Regions from separate parts of the Mus musculus genome. Here region 2 is linked to region 1. Evidence: chromatin contacts called from public targeted proximity ligation data. All regions are on one chromosome and are shown on one strand. The core of a region is the stretch at or near the end of the contact, and the rest is flanking DNA. Distances in the headings are between cores, read along the strand shown. Region 1 holds the start of Zfp623 (zinc finger protein 623). Region 2 overlaps Iqank1 (IQ motif and ankyrin repeat containing 1).

Evidence for each region.
Region 2: a targeted proximity ligation map of memory CD8 T cells shows a contact between it and region 1, with 40 read pairs. A contact is called at or near these places in 11 of 39 promoter capture datasets (the 3T3-L1 cell line, 3T3-L1-derived adipocytes, the HPC-7 cell line and 5 more), 25 of 484 Hi-C or Micro-C datasets (8-cell embryo, the C2C12 cell line, CD8 T cells and 13 more), 5 of 130 datasets of targeted methods (the 230-238 cell line, cardiomyocytes, effector CD8 T cells and 2 more) and 4 of 9 other capture datasets (adipose tissue, embryonic stem cells, liver and 1 more).

What each region holds. Positions count from the first base shown.
Region 1 is chr15:75,939,585-75,943,408 of GRCm38.p6, reverse strand. Zfp623 (zinc finger protein 623) reads right to left here and starts at 2,457. Exons shown (of 2, transcript NM_030199.3): 1 at 2,250-2,457.
Region 2 is chr15:76,034,756-76,038,981 of GRCm38.p6, reverse strand. Iqank1 (IQ motif and ankyrin repeat containing 1) reads right to left here. Exons shown (of 14, transcript NM_001370920.1): 6 at 4,100-4,226; 7 at 3,906-4,031. Among named protein-coding and RNA genes, the nearest start is that of Iqank1, 27 kb to the right of the region's middle.

The DNA.
Region 1 (3,824 bases), core at 1,208-3,707:
GGGATACAACGCCCTCTTCTGGCTTCTGAGGGTACCAGGTACACACATGATGGACAGACTAACAAGCAGGCAAAACACCCATGCTGCAAGATAGGATCACACAGTGAACACCAAGATACTGTTAGCTCAGCCCTTAGCACACACCTTTAATCCTTCTGGCTGGACTACAGACACACCCTTAGTTCACACTTTTAATCCCAAACAATGAAGGCAAAGATAGTTTGTACAAGGAAGCACCCATGTTTGGAAGTGATGTCTGATTGAGAGGCGGACAAGGTGACAAATCAAGAAAGATTTGACAGAACAGGATATACCAACTCTTACTAGAAGAGAAAAGAAAGGGAAGCCACTTAAGGGGCCCGCAGTCTAGAGAAAGAAGAGAGGCAGTTTTACAGACAGTTTGAGGAGAGAACGAGCCAGAAGATTAGAACAGAGTACCAGACTTAGTTGGAGGCCAAGCAGAGCAATTCAGAAGCCAGACTGAGTGAGTCAGCTGGGAGACAAGTTTGATACAGAACAGCTGAGTTAAACCAGCCAGAAGATTCCAGAAAGAACCAGAAGGGATGAGCTTATTCAGCAGCAAGTCTCAGGGGCTGAAAACAAGTTTAGGCCTAGATTAGATTGGACAGAGGCTAGAAGCTTCCAGGACTAGCAAGCTAGGAGATGGAGGCAGTAAACCTTAGAGACAACAATTCCATCAGGAGAATAAAAACCAACATTAGACACCCATACACATAAAGAAAAACAGGAGCAGGAAAGCTTGCATCTCTGCAGCCTTGGGAATAACCAGGCGGGCGGGCCTCGACATGGTGTCCCTGACAACCTGTGGATGTGCCACTGCAGCTGTGGAGGTAGCTGGGTGCTGTGTGTGCAAGGCATGCTATTTGAGGTCAAAAAGAATAGAGCGAGTGACTGGCTGCTCTCTTAGGACTCCTATTCCAACCTCTACCTCTAGCCCCTACATACAAGGATCCTGCTGACACAAACAGTCTTCTTTTCCTAACAAGCCCAGGGCCTTTTAGCAGCCATTTTCCATAAGCCAACAGAGCAGTCAGAGGGCTCTGTGATTTACTTCAGAGACACCACTTTGTTCTAGCCCACTGCTTCTCTGGCATCCCGTCCACTTCCAGATCAGACCATAAGTCTTGTAGGGGAGTGGGGGTACTTTCCCAGGTCTACCCTCTCTCTATATCATCCTCCAACGCATTCCAGAACCAGAAATCCACCCCCAAGGCTCCAGGAGTGTCCATAGCTGCATGTGTTGGCTTGTGAGGTTTCTCTATACCTCCCATATGAAAAAAGAATGCCATCATTATGCCAAGTATTAAAACAGATACAATGCCACATCCGTGACAGGAACAAAGGTCTGCTCTCTGCCTTAAAACTTGATGTGTATATGTTTGTTTGTGTGTGTGTGTGTGTGTGTGTGTGTGTGTGTGTGCGCGCGCGCGCGCGAGGGGCATGGGGAGTCTGATTTCTTCGTGATCAGAAGACATTTGTTTCTTTCATTGTAATGGGTCTCAAAGGAACGATGTCTAGAAGAGCACAGGGCGATTGTGAATATCAGCTCTCCACCTGGAAAACTACTTGAGTTTAGAACTGTTCTTCTGCTAATATCCCGGGAAACCTCTAGCATAGCACTCAAGCCCTGGGGACTCCTGGACCACGGTGGGGCCGGGTGCAAAGAGGACTAAATGTCCCTGGCATTATCACAGAGATGTCATAGACGTTGACTCAGACACTTCATGGAATAGAACAGCTTGTATGACACCTCACCCCACCTAAGAATCCTCCTTCATGACATACGGAGCTGATTCTGTCCAACACACATATTATCTTCAACCCCTGAAGCACTGGGGTGCCTGCACTGCATCCCCTCGGACAGAGGCCGAAAGGACTGAGGGAAGGCAGAAGGCAGGAGGGCAAGGTCCAAGCCGAAGAGCAGCGTGGCGCGCACCTGCATTCCATCACCTGAGCGGCTTAGCCTTCAAGCAGCCATCCGGGGGCCCGACCTGCAGGCGCCGAGGCCGAGTGTGCAACCCTCGAGGGCCTCGATGTCTGCGGACGATCGGTCCATGCATCTACCGCCCGCAGCTCGGCGAGGAGACGCAAGGCTCCGGCCCGAACCAAGCGAGGAGCTACGGACAGAGGCCAAAGCGAAGTGCAGCCGGCCCGGGACACCAACCAACTCGCTGAGCCCCGCCGGTCACGAGCCCGCCCACCCGCGCGAGCCGCTCCGCCTCACTCACCCGGAGCTCGGCGGCGAGAGGACGGCGCGGAACCAAGCCGAGCAGCATCCAGGCGGGTAACCCCGGGCGGCCACAAAGCCCGCACCGCTGCCGCACGCCCCGGCCGGAAACTGCCCGAGGCTCCGCCCGGAGGACATCCGTAGGCACTCTAGGATAAGAATGGGGGCCGGGGCCGTCTCCCTGTCACAGACTTCCGGGCCAGATTCCTGCGGTCAGCCGGAGGACCCAGTGCGCAGACGCGGTGGCTGAGAGCCCTGTTTGCGCACGTGGGTGTGGGATTAGCGGCGAAGCTAGGCAGTAGATGTCGTCAGACTTCCCTGGAAGAGCTGGGAAAGGCAGGCTCTTTAGAGAGCTTTTAGTAAAGATTTCTTGTTGGTTGTTAGTGATGGTTCTGTATGTAGCTTTTGGTTTTAGCTTTGAGCGTTTAGAACATCTTTATCATTATCTTATGTGTGTATGCCTATGGTGGAAAGACAACTTTGAGCCGCTGTGCCTATGACACAACATCTTTGTAATAAACCACTGGAGACTCAGAGTAGTGAAATCGAGGCAGTTTATTTTACAACTTTGCAAAGTCAGGTGTGAGCCTAGAATGCCAAGCTCACTCACTGATGGAGGCAGAACTTTATTTTATTGTGTGTTTTAGTGTTTTGCATGTGTGTATGTCTGTTCACCATATGTGTGCTTGGTGCTCCTGGAGGCCAGAAGAGGGCATTATATTCTCCTGGAAATGGGATTATAGACACAGTTCTTAGCTGCCATGTGGGTGCTGGAAATCAAACCAGGATCCTTTGGAAGAGCACCAACCAACTGCTTGATCTTAACCCCAAGGAATCTCTTCAGCCTCGTGGAAGGTACAACCTTAAGAGTCATCTAGGTCTTAACAAAAAAAAAAAAAAAATTGTGTGGGTTTATCTCTATATTTTATATCCTGTTTTTAAAAAATCTGCCACTGAAACTGCACAGTGCCAAGCCTCAGCTGCCCTCCATGAACTGTTCATGTCTTCAAAACCAGTAAGTACCACCTGGGTGACTCTTATGCTACCAAGTTCAGCTGCCAGCATGAGGGACAACCTTGGCTGCTTCTGGAACACAGCTTCTGTGTAGCTCTTAGGAAATACTTAGAAAGTTTTTACCTCAATGATGCTAGTTTCTTCTTAATCACTACTAATTCTTCAGCTGTAGCTGACCAGCATCGAGTATCACAGCAAAGCAAAGGTTTCACTTTAGTAGTCCTGGTATCTTGTTCATTACAGCTGATTCTTCAGCCTCAGCTAACCTGAATCCCAGAATCTTTTTTTTTCCATTTTTTATTAGGTATTTAGCTCATTTACATTTCCAATGCTATACCAAAAGTCCCCATACCCCCCCCCACTCCCCTACCCACCCACTCCCCCTTTTTGGCCCTGGCATTCCCCTGTACTGGGGCATATAAAGTTTGCAAGTCCAATGGGCCTCTCTTTGCAGTGATGGCCGACTAGGCCATCTTTTGATACATATGCAGCTAGAGACAAGAGCTCCGGGGTACTGCTTAGTTCATATTGTTGTTCCACCTATAGGGTTGCAGTTCCCTTT
Region 2 (4,226 bases), core at 297-2,796, 96 kb before region 1:
GGTGTGGGCTTCAAGGGGCTGTGGTCTCATCCCACTTCTTACCCTTTCTCCTTCCTGTGTGTGGATAACAATGTGATCAGCCAGCATCCTGTTCCTGCTGCTACAACGTGCCTAGCCCGTGATGGACTCTATTCTCCTAGGGCCAAGGCCAAATGAACTCTTTCTTCTCTAAGTTACTTTTGGCTGTGGTATTTTATCACAGCAGCAGAAAACCAATGAGTACAGCGAAGATACCCACCAAGGGTCTTCAAAAGTCACAAGAATAACATTGCAGGGAATGAATATTGAGTGGGGAGGACCTCAAGGTACTGCTGGTAGGAGGGAGTGGGCTGCAGCAGCCGTGGGGCTATGGGAGGGTGCACGGCAGACACGTCTGTTGTGCACACAGCATGTGAGTGTGCACAACAGACACTCAAGGATGCACGCAGCACACCACGGCCACACCTGGCACTCCAAAAGAGGTATCAGATAAGTCAAGCCTCATACCGGTAAACTCATTTCTCCATCCCAGTGAAAGGGGGCAAAATACAACTCTGTGCAAATGACACAGTTTACAATGAGATGCCAGATCAATGATGCATGACCTTACGTGATTTGAAACAGTGGGACTAAGCTACTGTGCCGGGACATTTGGGCCTAAAAATGGATAGATGGGCAACTAAATGGATCAATGAATGAATGAATGAATGAACGAACAAATGAATGAAAAAAAGAATAGTTGTTTAAATACAGAGTAAATGACAGGACAGGAGAAGCAAAGAAAGTATTTCCTATAAAATCTACCATGTAGTCCCCTGGGCAGGAGGTGGGGCTCTGGCACTATGGCATCCCTTATATGGTTTCCCCTGGGTATGTCTTGTGGTGAGCCACAGAGCCACACACACAACTTCGTTGCGTTCAATGCTCAGCCAATGATCTGTATTTTACCAAGTAACATCCAAGATGAGTAAAAAATTACAGGGTAGACAGAGTAGTGGATGCAAGGCAAGAGAAGGGATGAGTACTCGGGTAAATGCTCACCCAGACGGACAGTCATCTGTGTGAGCCAGAAGTTCAGATATTAAATAAACCGTGGCTTTTTATTTAAAAGAATATTTATTGAGAACCATGTGCCAAGATTTTGCCAAGGAACTTGATGGTTATCTCTAGTCCTGCAGAGCTGGGCTGTTATCTTCTGGTGCTTGGAAACAGCTTACAAACTTGAGGGTTGGTCTGTGGGTGGAAGAGCCGTAATCAACGGAAACCAAAGAGTACAAGAGGGTGACGTGACAAGCAGGAGCTGATGGCTGTCACATGAGCTGATCGGTAGTTTAGTGTTGATGAAGTAGCAGGAGGAAGATGCAGCTCATCGAAAGGAAGACATAGTGCACAGCAAGTGGAATATTAGCTCAGTTAACCGACGCCTGAGTCTGGCAAATGTAAGAACGAGCCGATGGGTTCTGTCCCACACCAAGTCATTGTCCCGCTGTCCTTTGCCACTCACCACACCCACCTCTCCTTTCCCTCCTGTAAAAACCAGCAAGCTCTCTTCCATTTTATCATTTTGCCGTTTGGAGGCGGAAGGATGTACTGAGTACTGTGGTGGGAGGTTCTCTCACAGTTCCCTGGAGAACTCTGTGGGTTGCTGACATACCACGACCTCTGTGGCTGGAAGGTGTCCATGCTGTGTGTGTACCAACCTTCACCAGGAAAGGTTATCTGTATCTGGGTTGTGCCCAGTTCGAGGCTGTTACCACGCAGGCTCCAGTGGACATTATTATGTGGACACAAGCTTCACTCTACCGGGCTAAGTGCCCGAGAATGTGATTGCCGAGGTACAAGCTGTGCTTAGATCTTCAAAGTTTGCAGAGGGAGGAGCCCTTGGTCCTGTCTGCAGCAAGGTGTGAGAGGCCAGTTTGTCTACAGCCTCACCAGCACCGGGTTCACCCCTCCCTTCACTCAAACTCTCAGGGTGTGTGCTGAATCAGGACACCCTGGTTCTGGGCTGGTCTGCAGCCATCACGTCCTCTGCAGGAGCATCCCTCTCCCTGTCCATCATGGAGAGACAACACATCATCCCTGTCCATCATGGCTGGGCATCAGGTTTATTTGCTGCTGAGACGACATTTGCCGGGAAAGTGTCTTTGGTCAGGTATATGATTTGTGACCAGCCTCTCCCCATAGCTGACCATTGCTCCTTGTCTGGGTTTTGTGAAGGGAAGCCTGCCTGCCTGCCTTTGTTTTTTTTCCTTTTTCCTTCTCTCCTTCCTTCCTTCTCTCCTTCCTTCCTTCCTTCTCTCCTTCCTTCCTTCCTTCTCTCCTTCCTTCCTTTGTTCCTTCTTCTCTCCTTTCTTTCTCCCTCCCTCCCTCCCTCCCTCCCCCTTTCCTGGGGAGAATGTGAATGCAGTACCCACTACCACTGTGCACCTGTTTCCCATATTTAGGGAAATCACAGAGGTCAGCACATTTGTAATGCCGAGGAGAAGCCTCGCCCTGGGAAAACCACGCTCACCACCACAGGCGCCTCCCCTGCCAGGCAGGTGTGTGCAGGGAAACTTCTCATCTTGGTGAGGTTCAACTTTTCTTTCTTTTGTCTTCTTGGTGTGGTGTCTAAGAATGCTTCAACATGCCCTAGGGCCCAGAGATATTTCCCTATTTCTAAAAGGGTAATACGTCACCGTTTGTGCTGAAATCTCAGGTCTGTTAAGTTTGTGTCAGGTATGAGAATCAGGTCAGAACTTGTTTGTTGACCTGCGGGTTGCCCGTGGCTCGGGTACTTTGTGTTGAGTGTCCTTCCTGACAGCTGAGATTTAGGGCACCTCCCTATTACTGCAGCTCCCCTGTTACCGGCCCTGTGGCCGCTCAACTATCCTCTGGCCTCTATGTCCTCCAAGAGACTCTGGCTCTTGGAGCACTCTCTGAACTCCCTGATTCTGGCTGATACCACGTTACCTGCTAGCCCAAGAGGAAGAGGAAATAGGCTAGGCCCAGAGAAGTGTCCATAGGAAGTTGAAACTGGGAGTGGCACCTGAGACTGGGGTTCCCAGGCTGGGCAAAGACTCTGGTTGTCCCTTCCTCAGGGGTGGGTGCAGAAGCAAATGTTTGCCAGCAAGCCTGACACCTATCCCACCGTTTCTCGTGGCACCCCCAGCTTTAAGGGACCTGAGTAACCAGAATTAAATTCCGGTGACTTAAAAGTAATAAAGGTAATGCCCAAGTGTGGTATCAAATACCTGTGACCCCAGAACTGGAGAGTCTGAGGCCAGAAGGATCAGGGTTAGTTCCCAGCCAAACGGGACTATGGAGTGTGTGTGTGTGTGTGTGTGTGTGTGTGTGTGTGTGTGTGTGTGTGTAAACAAACAAATAGAGGGTGGGGGCACTTCCTGGCCTGGCTTCTCAGAGTTGCCCCAACTGCTGAGTGTGCCTCTTTACTGACCTCCTCGACCCACAGTTCCCAGTGGTCAGCAAGGGGACCTTAGTTCTCCTCCCAGCTGGGAGGCAGTTCCACTGACTGGAAGGGAAGAAACAGGAACAGACGGAGACCAGAGGGTACATCCCAAGTTGTTAGCACCTGTGATGCCTGGCCAGTCTCTGATGGCTGTTTCCTAATCCATCACAGTAGCCAGTAATCTACCGTCAGGTGGCCAGAGCACTGGAGGAGCTAAGACAAAACCAGAGCAGAAGGCGGTCTGCCAGGAACGCCTATTGTTCAGAAACGAGAGTTTGGTTGGTAGGATGGAATCAGACACAGAATCTAGGGATCCCAGTACCCTGTCTTTTGTTTTCCTTGTGAGACAGGGTCTCTCAGGCTTCTGGCCTGGAACTTCTGTTAATCCACTTACTCAGTGCTGGGATTACAGATGTGCACCACCACCACCACCATCCCAGAAACCTTTGGAATGGGGATGTGCACGCCAGGGCCGCACCTGCTCCGGGGTGCTCCCGTCATCCGCGTACATCCGGGGGTCTGCTCCGATCTTCAGAAGCTCCTCCACGGCTTCTAGGTGGCCCCCAAAAGCTGCCCGGTAGAGTGGCGTGCGGCCGAAGGCGCCCTACGGAAGGGGCTCCCTGAGCACATGCGGGGACCAGGCCACGCCGCCGCCCTGCGCACTGAGCCCACCTTGGTGTTGGGGTTGGCACCCAGCTCTGCCAGCAGCTGGATGGCCATGGTCTGCCCGCCCGCCGCCGCCTCGGAGAGAGGCGTGTTCCCGTGGCTGTCCTCGCACTCCACGGTGGCCACGCGCCTC